4 separate regions of the Mus musculus genome follow, and regions 2, 3 and 4 are each linked to region 1. The links are chromatin contacts, called in public Hi-C and promoter capture Hi-C maps. All regions are on one chromosome and are shown on one strand. The core of a region is the stretch at or near the end of the contact, and the rest is flanking DNA. Distances in the headings are between cores, read along the strand shown. Region 1 holds the start of Mbnl3 (muscleblind like splicing factor 3). Region 2 holds the start of Rap2c (RAP2C, member of RAS oncogene family). Region 3 has its middle 41 kb from the start of Rap2c. Region 4 has its middle 18 kb from the start of Rap2c.

The links. Promoter capture Hi-C pulls out the DNA fragments that hold promoters and counts their contacts. Hi-C and Micro-C count contacts between places; a contact is called where the count stands out from the background. Capture Hi-C pulls out chosen DNA fragments and counts their contacts.
Region 2: a promoter capture Hi-C map of liver shows a contact between it and region 1. The contact joins the promoter of Rap2c here to the promoter of Mbnl3 in region 1. A contact is called at or near these places in 6 of 39 promoter capture datasets (the 3T3-L1 cell line, 3T3-L1-derived adipocytes, cranial neural crest and 3 more), 23 of 484 Hi-C or Micro-C datasets (the C2C12 cell line, CD4 T cells, CD8 T cells and 13 more), 4 of 115 datasets of contacts at active chromatin or transcription factors (effector CD8 T cells, extraembryonic endoderm stem cells, memory CD8 T cells and 1 more) and 2 of 9 other capture datasets (adipose tissue and liver).
Region 3: a contact with region 1 is called in a Hi-C map of epidermal suprabasal cells, with 3 times the contacts expected there. The contact joins the enhancer-like site here to the promoter of Mbnl3 in region 1. A contact is called at or near these places in 11 of 39 promoter capture datasets (the 3T3-L1 cell line, the C10 cell line, the HPC-7 cell line and 7 more), 10 of 484 Hi-C or Micro-C datasets (the 3T3-L1 cell line, B cells, the HL-1 cell line and 7 more) and 3 of 9 other capture datasets (adipose tissue, liver and pancreatic islet).
Region 4: a contact with region 1 is called in a promoter capture Hi-C map of the 3T3-L1 cell line, with 2.8 times the contacts expected there. The contact joins the enhancer-like site here to the promoter of Mbnl3 in region 1. A contact is called at or near these places in 4 of 39 promoter capture datasets (the 3T3-L1 cell line, 3T3-L1-derived adipocytes, cranial neural crest and 1 more), 8 of 484 Hi-C or Micro-C datasets (the C2C12 cell line, CD4 T cells, CD8 T cells and 5 more) and 1 of 9 other capture datasets (liver).

Annotation. Positions count from the first base shown.
Region 1 is chrX:51,204,583-51,207,572 of GRCm38.p6, reverse strand. Mbnl3 (muscleblind like splicing factor 3) reads left to right here and starts at 1,583. Exons shown (of 8, transcript NM_134163.5): 1 at 1,583-1,799.
Region 2 is chrX:51,016,254-51,019,400 of GRCm38.p6, reverse strand. Rap2c (RAP2C, member of RAS oncogene family) reads left to right here and starts at 1,383. Exons shown (of 3, transcript NM_172413.2): 1 at 1,383-1,775. The coding sequence starts at 1,503.
Region 3 is chrX:51,057,451-51,060,324 of GRCm38.p6, reverse strand. No RefSeq gene overlaps it. Among named protein-coding and RNA genes, the nearest start is that of Rap2c, 41 kb to the right of the region's middle. Within about 2 kb of position 1,409, at least 24 of the 459 cell types and tissues checked have an H3K27ac peak or open chromatin away from gene starts, as enhancers often do. A contact at or near this core is called in epidermal suprabasal cells and liver, where this site is marked.
Region 4 is chrX:51,034,677-51,037,561 of GRCm38.p6, reverse strand. No RefSeq gene overlaps it. Among named protein-coding and RNA genes, the nearest start is that of Rap2c, 18 kb to the right of the region's middle. Within about 2 kb of position 1,486, at least 22 of the 459 cell types and tissues checked have an H3K27ac peak or open chromatin away from gene starts, as enhancers often do.

The DNA.
Region 1 (2,990 bases), core at 334-2,833:
GTGTGGGTGGTTATTAGGAAAACCTGTGGGTCCCGCAGGAGTCTTGGATTGCAGTGGTGGACAGAGGTGAGGGACCCGTGTTGCCCAAGTTTAGTATAAAGACTCCTTTTGTTGAGTCACTGACATGACAGCTCCTCATTTGTTGGGTCACTGGGCATAAAGTTATACTGCCTTGCCTGTCTTCCAGTCTCTCGAAGTAACCAACACCTCTTTAGTTTGGTGGTGGCTCGTGGACTGGCAAAACCACTTCCTATATGCCAGACAAGTTTGACTTTTTTTTTTTTACAGTAGTGCAGGGACTTTGGCAAGTATGAAAGAAGGCGTGGGAGAAGTAGTTAGGAGTTCATGAGGTAACCAGGAAGTCCTTATTTTGACTTGTTAGGATCCTGGCCATAACTCTCAAGTGTTTGACATGATCCCTGTACATTGTCCTGGTGACTTTCCCAGTTCTTGCCAAATGCCATTGCAGATTTTAATGATGTGAGGGGCAGTTTGTGCCCAGTCTTCTAACCATTGCTGTCGTACTCTGATTATTTTGCATTTAACACACAGAGATTGATTTCTTGCCTAAAATGAGCTGAATTCTATTTGGATCAGTTGGGCAGAATTAAAAAGTATAATTAGCCCGAGAATTCACTTCACTCCACAACCTAACTGCCACTTAAATATGCCCTGCAATGCTTCTGCACTTTGTGCGGAGCTTATAGAGCTGAGTTCTAGACTGAAGCAGTTGATTGCATGCAGGAAAGCAGCCATGAATTGCTACGAGATCCTCGTTGACGATCCTGCATGTGTGTGTGTTATCATCTACAATTGTCCTCATAAAATTAAATAAAAGCACGCATTTATTATTGTGGGGCTCCAATTAAGAGACAGCTGGTGCTCTTATTACGCTCGCATTAAATTGAAACTTGTAATTTAGATGTCCAGATGCACACTTTAAAACCCAAGTATAAAACCGCCTTTGCTTTGTCCATTTTCCATTCAGAAGTATCTGGAACCCTACCTCAGGGCTCCTCCTACCCGGTAAACTCCCTTGCAGTAGGGGAAGCATTTCCTCTGATCAACAGTTCTCTTCTCTCAAGTTTTTGGAGCGAAATAAAAGATCTGGCGTTTTATGGAAGGGAGGAGACCCCGGAAGGCAAACGGTAAGTATTTCACCCTCCACGAGTTGAAATACGTATTGATCAAAGTCATTTTGGAATTTTTCTAGTACACCTCACCTGTCTCGGGAGTGTCTAGAAACCTATAGCTTCGCATTACAATTGCCTGTCTAGTTGGCACTGTAGTCACTGAAGCTCTAGAAACTTTAGAGCCGGCTCGCGCTCCCGACCCGGGTGGCGTGTGCATGCTTCCCGCCGGCTTTGCTTCTGAACATCCTGAACGTTATGATTTGCCCCCATCCCCCCTCCCACACACATACTTAATAACGCAATGACAAAAGCCACTCTCGGCGAGGGCTTGTGCAAGCTGGGGGCTTGGGGGTGGGGTGGGGGGAGGCGCCACACCCCCTGAGAATAAAGCCCACGCCAGCAGTCTCGGGAAAAGCAAGCGCGAAGGTACGACTCTCACAAAGACGAGATTTCACGACGCAAGTGCGTCCTACAGGAAGAAAGTGCCCCCAGTCGGAGCGCGAGCAGGAGCGCGACTTTTTGGCGCTCTTTGCGAGCGAGCCGCAAGGAGGCGGAAGACGGTCCCGGGCCGGGGCGCGGGAATCGGGGCAGCGAGCGCCGCACGGGGGAGTTCCTGCGCGTGGCGTCCTCGCAGCGAGACGCCGCTGGAGTCGCTCACTCGGAGAGGTGAGGCTGGACGGTGGCGGGGGCGGTGGCCGTGGCAGTGGCGGCGAGGGGCGACGGCTAGGCGGGGTGAGTGGCGCTACCTGGCCAGGCGGGGCGGGGCCGGTCCGGGGCGGCTGAGGGCGGCGATTGCCGGCGACTCCAGGAGTTTGGCGTGAGTTGCCTTGCGGGCGCCTAAAATCCGAATTGTCTCTCCCGAATGGCCGAGCGCTAAAGTGAGAGCCAGCGGGGTCAGCCCGGGGGAGCGCGGGGGGGAGGGATGCGGGACTTTTGTGTGTGTGTTGTGGGGGTGCACGGTGGAGGGGTGCCGGGGAGAACTTAGGGCACGCCTTTAACTAGGGGCCCCAGTTTGGGGGAGATGAGGTGGGGGTGGGATGAGGGCCGGTTGCCACAGCAACCACGAGCCTCGGCGGCAGGAGCCCCGTGCCTGCCCCGGCCGGCCCTCCCGCTTGCCCGCTCGCCGGCCCGCCCGCCCGCGCGCGCCGCGGCGGCTTGGGGAGCTGGGGCGCTCGGAGGTGTGCTCCGAGTGGACTGAACCAAGCGGTGGCGACCGCGGGGGGTGGGGAGGGCGTGCTCCCGGGCCCCTCCCCTAGCAAGCCGGCCGAGTTGGGGGGACTCCCCCATTACCGAGGGCACCCCACAAACTAGGGTCTCCTTAGGCCTGAGGCAAAAGCGTGGGGGCCTGGGGACGGGGGTGGGGTGGGGGCGGAGGTGGATGGCACCTCTGGGCTCGTGGTCTTGGTCCCCGGAGTTCGCAGCGCGTGTTGCTGGACTTGACACCGTACACCCCGCTGCCGCTGACTCGGGGCCCGGTAGCACGTCCCAGCCCTGAAGTTCTGGAGGTGGGGCGAGCTTTAATTTGCCTATATCTAAGGATTTCAGGAACCTCGCTTTAAAATGGCGGCATCCACTATACACCCCTGCTAAAGGCTCGCCCGGCACCGGGGCCACCTAGCGCAGCGCAGCGCTGCTTTTTTTTTTTTTTTTTTTTTTTGCTTCTCCCGCTAACAGATGGCATGTGCGGCTGTTGCTGCCTCTGCCCCTACTGCTGCCACTGAGAACAGGGGCCCCTTAGCCTCTGGGTTTGAGCTAGCGACGGAAGGTAAGGCTGCGGATGAGTTTGGGTTTAGGAAACTGGCTGCCTTGCTAGGACACCGATGAAATGCGCTGCTTTTAAAACTTTTTTTCTACTCC
Region 2 (3,147 bases), core at 134-2,633, 190 kb after region 1:
AAAGTTTCATATTTGCTGAGGGAGGTGAGGCAAATGTGCCAACTGATAAAGTACAGAGTGCCATACATGACTAAAACAGCACCTTCAAAAATCAAGAGCCCACACCAACTCTAAGGGTCCTTTGCATACTTTGCTTCGGAAACATATCAAGTGGAAAGAAATAATAGCTAAGAGAATTAACTTCCTAAACTGTTTTATTTTCCCAGTAACTTCCAGCCGAGGGATATCTGGTGTTCTCAGCACTTAGATTATTGGCTGGCGGTCTCGGGCCAGGGAGGGAATCAGGTCCTCAGAAGCAGCTGCTCGACACCTAGAAGCCTAGGGACTTGGGCGGGCCCGGGGTCGAGCCATATGGCCGACCGCTCAGGGCGTGAAGGCTGGAGCTGAAGGTTTCCCCGAAGCGCCCTTTCTCAAGGCCATTGCCCCGACCTGTAACCCGGCCGGGCGGCCCGGCTCGCTCGCTCTCTCGGCGCTCGGCAGGGCGCGGCCCTAGCGCCACCCGGCTCGCCCCGAAGAAGAGGTGGGACTTTCCCCACCGGAAGTGAACGCGTCCAGTCTCGGGGAATTGGGGCACCTCAGCCAGTGTGTCAGGGAAACCCTTCCGGGTTTATATTGGGGGTGGGGGGTGGGGGGTGGGGGGTAGGGGAGGAAAAAAAAAAAGAGGTGGGTTCAACCGGAGTCCCTGCGGCCACCGCCGCCGCCACCGCCGCCGCCGGTCCGCCCCCGCCCCTTCCCCGTCCTTCCGCTAGCAGCAGGGCCCGGGCGGCCCGGTGGCCATGGCCTTGGCTTGACTTAGCCTCCCGGGCGGCTGGGAGCGTGTGGCCAGGACAGCAGGGTAAGCGGCGGCAGAGGTGGCGGCTGCGGGCGCCAGCGTGGAGGTCAGGCAACACCTAACGCGCGTCCCCTTCTTCCCTCTTCCCCGTTCCCCTCCCCCCCCCCCCCCGTTACAGGTCACACGAGCTCCGCGGGACCCTGGGGGCCCAGAGACCCCGCCCCAGCGATAGCGAGCGAGCGAGCGCGCGCGCGCGCGCGGCGGGGCCCGGAGGCTTCGGGCCGGCTCGGCAGGCAGCGGCGCCGGCAGGAAGCGGGGACCCCGGGCCCCTTTGTGTGTGTGTGCGCGCAGGGCGGGGGGGAGGGGTGGCGGGCAGCCCCCGGCCGCCAGGCCCCCGCCCCTTCCCGCGTGGGGGTGCGCCGCGGCTCCCCCCAACCGTCGCTCGGACGCTCGCCGGCGCGCCCTCCTCCCCACGCCCCCCAGGCCGCCCTGGGTTCCTATAGGAAGGGCATCAGCATCCCATCCCCACCCACCCGACGACACTTGGCTCTTTTCCCCTCCCCCTCCTGGAACTTCCTCCTCGTCCCCGGTCGGGCCCTCCGCCTCTCTCCGCACTCTCCTCCCCAGTTCGCACATTTCCGCCCACCTTCCGCCTGGCCTTGCCGCAGCGCAGCTAGCGGGGTGTTATTTTTTCCCCCCCTTGGGTAAGGAGTTGGTGAAGGTGAGACTCATGAGGGAATACAAGGTAGTGGTGTTAGGGAGCGGAGGGGTTGGCAAATCTGCCCTCACCGTGCAGTTTGTCACCGGGACTTTCATTGAGAAATATGACCCCACCATTGAAGATTTCTACCGCAAAGAGATCGAAGTGGACTCTTCCCCGTCAGTACTGGAAATCCTGGACACCGCAGGAACCGAGCAGTTTGCCTCCATGAGAGATCTGTACATCAAGAACGGCCAAGGTTTCATCCTGGTGTATAGTTTGGTTAATCAACAGTCTTTTCAGGTAATCAAACCAAGTCTTGTAATTTCTTTGAAGGGGGTGTGGTAATCCTACATGTACTTCTCATTTGCTTGAGCTGTGCGTTAATGAGCGTGTTTGGCTTTTGAAAGTTTGGCATGGTATGGAAAAGCCCTGGATTGTTTCTGTAGAGAGTGCTAAAGTAACAGACATCGACAAATATTTTAAAGTTATTTTTAAGGAAAAGAAAAGTGAAAAGGAAATAGGTCAGCCTGAGTATTTTTAGCCCTACGGTACAACCTGAAGTTGTTTATTCACTTCAACAAGTATCGATTAACGTGTTCACAAAACCTTCCGTAGATAACCTCAAGTGCGGAGCACGGTGGGCTGGGCGAAATTGTTTGAAGTCCATTCTCTCGTACACTGAGCTAAAACCTGTGTGCCTGCTTTTCCTTCCCCCTGCTCTCCTAGCTCCTAAGGTCCTCAGCTTGAAGCCTAAATCTCAGTGGTGCAAAATGCGGGCTAGGCCTGCTTTCTTGGCATTTTTCTTAGGGGAATGCAGCCGAAAGGGGAAGTTGCTGCTCTAAAAGACTAGTACCTAGGATTCCTAACCCACAGAAAGCAAGGATGACTCTCCTTTTCTCCCGTCGAGCCATATCGTTTCTGCCATCGTAGCCTATACTTACAGAAAAATATGTGGGACTGGGAACGCAGATTTCTTAGCCCAGTGGGGTAGCCAACCTGGATCTGGTCCAGTTGCTTCAGAAAATCCCTCCATCCCTCACCGGGAACTAGACTGAAGTTAACGTTATTTTAAGAGATGCACTAATTGTTGCTATTTATTCCTTGAAAATAAATGACCTTATATTGACCCGTTATATTGACCTCCATTGATTTAGGAAACGGATTTTTTTTCTGCATTTAAAGGTATGCACTTAATGTTGCTTACTTAAGAAATATTAAGTGCCTTAGCCAGAGTAATGTGCTAGTTTCACATTCTTTGGGAGTTGAAGTTAAAGTGCTATGTATGAATTTTTCTGGTAACCTTATACAACAACTTCAAGAACTTCTTTGTAAAGAGTATAAGTTCTGGGCAAATGACTCCAAAGAACATGCTAGGTAGACTCACATTCCAAACAAAAGTAGCATAAAGCATTTCCCCCAGAAGTGCTGAGGGTATTATTTGACAGGTATTTTCCTTCTAAGGGATCCTCGAAAGATTTGTTTTTCATTCAGCAGACTCTTCTGGTCTTTTCAAAGGTGTTTCATACCATTTCCACTGTATCCTCTTCTGTTATAGCCATAAGTACGGAGTATGGAACTCTGACATTATTTCAGCAGAGACTCGGGTTCCTTTGAGGCAAAAGTTGGTGTGCTTAGGTACACTTGTTGTTCCATAAGGAAACCCAGAAAAGCA
Region 3 (2,874 bases), core at 160-2,659, 150 kb after region 1:
CATGGAACAAATTATGACCTCCAGTAAATGAAACTGCAATTCTAGAACTATCTTGTTACACTATAAAAGGAATTCTGACTTGGGACTATTACATAGAAATCCCTACCTGATTTTCCTGCTTGTTGATGACCTGTCCTGTGGATCTTTATCTTTTAAGTCACATTTATTTGTTTGTTTTGTGTGTGTGTGTGTGTTCATGGGCTGCACTATATATGTGGAAGTCAAAGGACAAACTGCAGAAGTCAGTTTCCTCCTCCCATCTTTTGGGTCCCAGATCAAACCCAAGTCATGAGACTGGCAGTGAAAACCTTTATCACCAGACCCATCTCACTGGCGCTGTCTTAGAGATTTTCCATTGTCAACCTTCACAACCAAGTTAACCAATTTTTGACACAATTTATCAAACACACACACACACACACACACACACACACACACACACACACATTTGTTCTCCAAAGAACTCTTACACTACACTCAGCAGGTATATAAACAGTTCAAGGGAAAATGTGAACTCCGTCTATTTCACAATTTTTGTCTAGAGGCTTCTCCCATTAGTGTCGCATCATCTTTCCCTTTCTAAATTTAAAGCAGGCACACTATTGTTCAGGAAGGCCTAATTTGACAATATATACTTCTGATTTAATATACACAGTCAGTGGCCTGTGACATAGAGGTTGGCAGCCTGTTCTGACTTTTGTGTCCCTTTAGTGGCAGGAGAACAGCTTTATCTTCTTTTTTTTTCCCACCACCAGACCGGATGCACTCAGAAACCACTCCTATCACGGGCTGGGTGTGGTTCTCATTAGAAACCAAACAGCTCCAACAAGATGGAGGAGTTTGGAGGAGCAATGATTTATCAGCAAATACGTGCCTGAGGCAAGCACAGCAAGTTTTGCCACTTCCCAGTTTGAGCTGCTTTGCCTCAACTTGAGGGCCTTTCCAATGACCAGGCTTCTCAGCAGCACACAGCAAGGAAGGGAGACAAAGTGCTTTGTGGACCCCACCCGCATCTGCGGACAAGGTGGGCACAAAATGCCGAGCTTGTGTTGTGATAATTAGAGAAAGTCCAGAAAACAAGGGAAAGCTGTGCTTGCTCAAGGGATCTGGGGAGAGAGGAAGTAAAGGAAGAAAGGAAAGTCATGTCAGTGGAGTGTTTGTTTGTTTGTTTGTTTGTTTGTTTTTCATCTTCCAAACATCATTTATTTATTTACCGCTTCAGAGCAAAATGAGGACGTTTCAAGGAAGACAGTAATCAACTACGGTTAATCCAAATGGCTCATGTGTTCTCTCTGTACATACTAATAGTCAAATACTCTGCCAGCACCAGATGTTTCTAGGAGTGGTTAGCTCCAAAGCTCACTTGACATCATCCTGTGGCATTCCTCTCACTGATGTTTAACAGAGGACTCAAAGTCTGACTCACACCTTGGCCAGAGAACACATTGATTGGGGCGGCCTGTAAGGAATCACACATGCCCTCCTTAATTGGTGCCAGCTTTATGCACTAACAGTTGCCAATAGGAGAAAAAGTTCTCTTGTCTGGGATTGGGTTCCTTCTCTGATTTTTGCAGAATGAGGATACCCCAAATTAAGAGCAGGAAGAAATTGGCCTGATAATTCAAAGCACAAATACACCGTGGGACTAACCTAGAAGTTAGTACCATGTCCCAGACCACTAAACTAATGACAAGGCGTAATGTAGTATTGAATGGGCTTAGAAATAGCAAACCTTCAGCTGTTATCTCAGCATCTGGACTTTGGACTACACTTGTGTACAAAGTTATAAGGCATTCAGTAGGCTTGAAAACTGGACTCAAACTTGTTGTGTGAATGAACTGAGTCCTATCATCTGTGTTGCAATGTTTGGACTATCGTCTCTTGCACTCTGTGTGTTCCCAAAGATCATTCTCTACTGAGGGGATCAGTGCCACGAGGGCAGGAGAAAGTACTAGAGACACTTGGAAAATGGGGTAGTCATTTGCTGCTGCAAGCGGCAGCTACAATACTTCACAAAGGACAGAGATGTTTGGCTCTCAGAGGTGAGTATTACCCATGGTGAGGGCTTGAGTAACAGATGTATCTGTGAAGCAAAGGTGCAGGGTAGAAACTTCGAAGCCTGTTCAGGGAACGGCATGCAATTTCATTTGACAGCCCTTCTGTGTCTTTGACCTGTGGAGGACGGTTAGGAGCTGGGGCTAAGGTGTAATACAAGAACACCATTTATGAAAATGGATGTGCCAAAGAGACAAGATGGAGACTTGGTTCAACAGGAATGAGGGTGAGGCCAGGCAAACACACATGTGAGAATCAGGAGCCAAACCAGCGACATCTGGAAACGGTGTGGAAGAGCAGAAAAGAGGATGGCAGGACTGATCCCCAAGCTCATCCGCTGGGAATGGAGAGATGATAATATTACAGCCCCAGATGAAATCACATGGGAGGAGAGTTGAAGAGGAAACAATTGAACTGGAAGCCTTTTGGTATATTCAGGAGGAGATGCATACACAGAGCCACACACCACTGGAGTTGGGAGAGAGGTTGGGACCAGAGATAGGAAATTTGCAGTCAGCAAGCAATACATAGATGCTGGCTGAAGCCTTGCAGCCTCCTCCTGACCCCAACACAATCCTTCCTGCTGTGCACACCATGCCTCCTAACTCTGCAGGTCCTGAAACTCCTTTGGGTTCAGACATTACAATTGAGAGGCTGTCAGAAAAGGAAGGCAGTTTGGGAGGCAAATCTCAAAGGGAGATCTTGAGATATCTAAGAAATTAGGGCATCTTTGGATCTGGCATGCCTGCTGTCAATGTGGAGAGGGCCTCTCATTTAATGTGTACAGTCTGATAGGTCAGTTACAAATAGAGAACTCAA
Region 4 (2,885 bases), core at 237-2,736, 170 kb after region 1:
AGCCCAGTAGCCATATACTTGATTTGCCTTTTGAAATAGTATGCTTGCCTCTGTTTTCACTATCATTACCCATGATTCTTTCTTTCCATCTTTCTTAGAAAGTTTTGTCTTGGTAGTAGTATCACATGTCTTTAAACCCAGCACCTGGGAGGTGGAGACAGGTGAATCTCTGAATTTCAGGACAGCCTGGTTTACAACGTCAGTTGCAGGACAGTCAGAGCTACACAGGGGAATCCTGCCTCAAAACAAAAACAAAAACTAAAAAAAAAAAAAAAAAAAAAAAAAAAAAAAAAAAAAGGAGGAGGAGGGGAGAGAGAGAGAGCCATTTCTTAAATGAAGGCATCTGCCTTATTTATTATTATGGGGAGAGGAGTGCCTGTCACATGCTTGTAGAGGCCAGATGACAACTAGTCTCATGATTTTCTACTTCACAGTTCTTATTTATATATATTCTATTCTTTCTCCAATGACTGACACTCTCTCTCTCTCTCTCTCTCTCTCTCTCTCTCTGTGTGTGTGTGTGTGTGTGTGTATACAGAACTCAGGTCCAGAAGCAAATATCAACTGATGAGCTATTTTCCCAGTCTTGGATAGGTGTCCCCTCCCCTCCCCTCCCCTCCCCTCCCCTCCCCTCCCCTCCCCTCCCCTCCCCTCCCCTCCCCTCCCCTCCCCTCCCCTCCCCTCCCCTTCCCTTCCCTTCCCTTCCCTTCCCTTCTCTCCTCACACAAGATGGGTGAGGCTCTCTCTCTCTCTCTCTCTCTCTCTGTGTATGTCTGTCTGTCTGTCTGTCTGTGTGATGTTGTGTATGTGGGTGGTACATGCTTCTGCAAGTTCAAACACAAGTGCATGTAGAGACCCAAAATAGATCTCAAATGTCTCTCCTTGATCACCTCTGCTTTTATTTTTTTGAGACAAGTTCTTTCTGTGAACCTGTAACTTATGATTCTGCTAGGCTGGCTGGCCAAGGAGTTTCAGGGATGTTTCACCCTCTCCTGAACCCCTCCTATCTGTCACTACGGCATGTGATTCATTCTTGGCTTTTTATTTTGGGCATTTTATGTGAGTCCTTTTGTGTGGATTCTGTGGATTTGAACTTGACTCCTTGTGCTTGATTCAGCGGGCACTTTTACAACGGAACCACCTCCCCATCCCCATGACTACCCATTTCCTTGGGGCAGGTAAATGGAAAGCATAAGTTTTCTTTGTGTGCATTATACACAGTAGGCAATCAATAAGCATATGTTGAGCTAATACCTTGTGTATGGCTCTTTGCAATTGACAAAGCGTCTTACAGTGTTTCAGTGTGACAAGAAAACCAAGTGTTATTCCTCTGTCCACTCTGTTCTTTAGTTAAAGAAAACAAATAATCCTAAAGCTGGAAGCTTAGCTCATTACCAAACAATGGGCAACAACTGGGCTGAATGCTCTGGGAGCCTCCCTGCTTCTAATGCTGAGAGTGTTTGCTTCTTCCCTTTGTTTCCCTTCCATAGGCCAATCAGCTTCTCCCTGCAGGGAGCTCCTTCTTGAAGAAAGTCCCCACTGGGTTCATTGATATAAACCACCTCATGGAATGCTTCAGACGTGGAGCAGTAACAGCTGCTGGACTTGATTATCCCAAGGAAATTCTGAGCTGGGACTTCAGTAATGTGCGTGTGACTCCTTTCTGCTTTTCTGAGCTAACACAGAAAGTAAGCTTTCTCCGGAGTCAGCTCAGAGCCCAGATCAAATTACACACATCTGAATCCACGTTGCCTACATGTTAGTCAATCACATAATCGCTAGGGGGAAAAATCCTGTGCATTTTGGAGCATATATTATGCGTCTTCAATGTCCATTCAAATACATTACCACATTCGGATCATCCATCAGTGCCCCCAGGGGCAGCAAGAGGCAATTTTATTCCCAGGTGCCAGAAGGAAAACATGTTCAGAGTGATTAAATACATTACCCAGAGTTAGATAGTTACCATTTTCTTGGTTGTGATTTTTTTTTTTTGAAGCCTGGAGACTAAGTAGTCCAGACTTAAAAGAACAAAGAACATTTATTAGTAGTCACAATGAATATGTACTGTGGGTCAGCACATCAAACATGCAACAAAGAGGGAAAAGCTTCCATAGTCAACTGACAAAGGAAGTTGTATGCTTCATTTATTTGGTCAATAAATAAAACTCGTTTTTTTTTTACCACATTAGTCCCTGGCAGGCTTCTATGACAGGCAAGTTACACTCTAGTCAGTTAGAACACTGAAAAGGGGCAAGTCTATTGTACCGAGGACGCTTTGTTAACCACTGAGCAAGAACTACTCACATATACCACAAAGAAGTTCACTTTTCAAACACCGAGGAAGATTCTGTTGTTCGTTGACACAGCATTTAATTTCCCTGGATCTTGGTTTCAACATCTATTAAACAGGATACATGGTATCAACTTCTCAGAGTGGCTATGGGTGTTAATCCTGTACAGTAGGTAAATAAACACCTGAAAGGAGGGGAAATTGAATATTGTTTTCAAATTCTGTTGTGCTGAAATAACGAATGTTCCATACGCCCAAACCATAACAATGAGGATAAGTTGGGTATAATACGAAACTCTTTGTAGGTCTCACTATGTAACTGAAATAGGCCTGAACTCAATGTATATCACAGGCTCTCCTCAAATTTGTGAATCTCCTGCCTCAGCCTGCTAAGTGCTGGTGTTATGGATGTATGCCAACATTCACAGCTTGATAACTCTTATTAAGCTAGTAATTCAAATTCAACAAGACTGGAAGTCATAAGTATGCCAAGTAAGTACTGTTGCTTTTCCAAGACGCCTCCCTTGGGAGATGCTGTATTTAGATTCATGATGCTTAAAAACATCTCCAGAAATAAAATTTACTTTCAGAA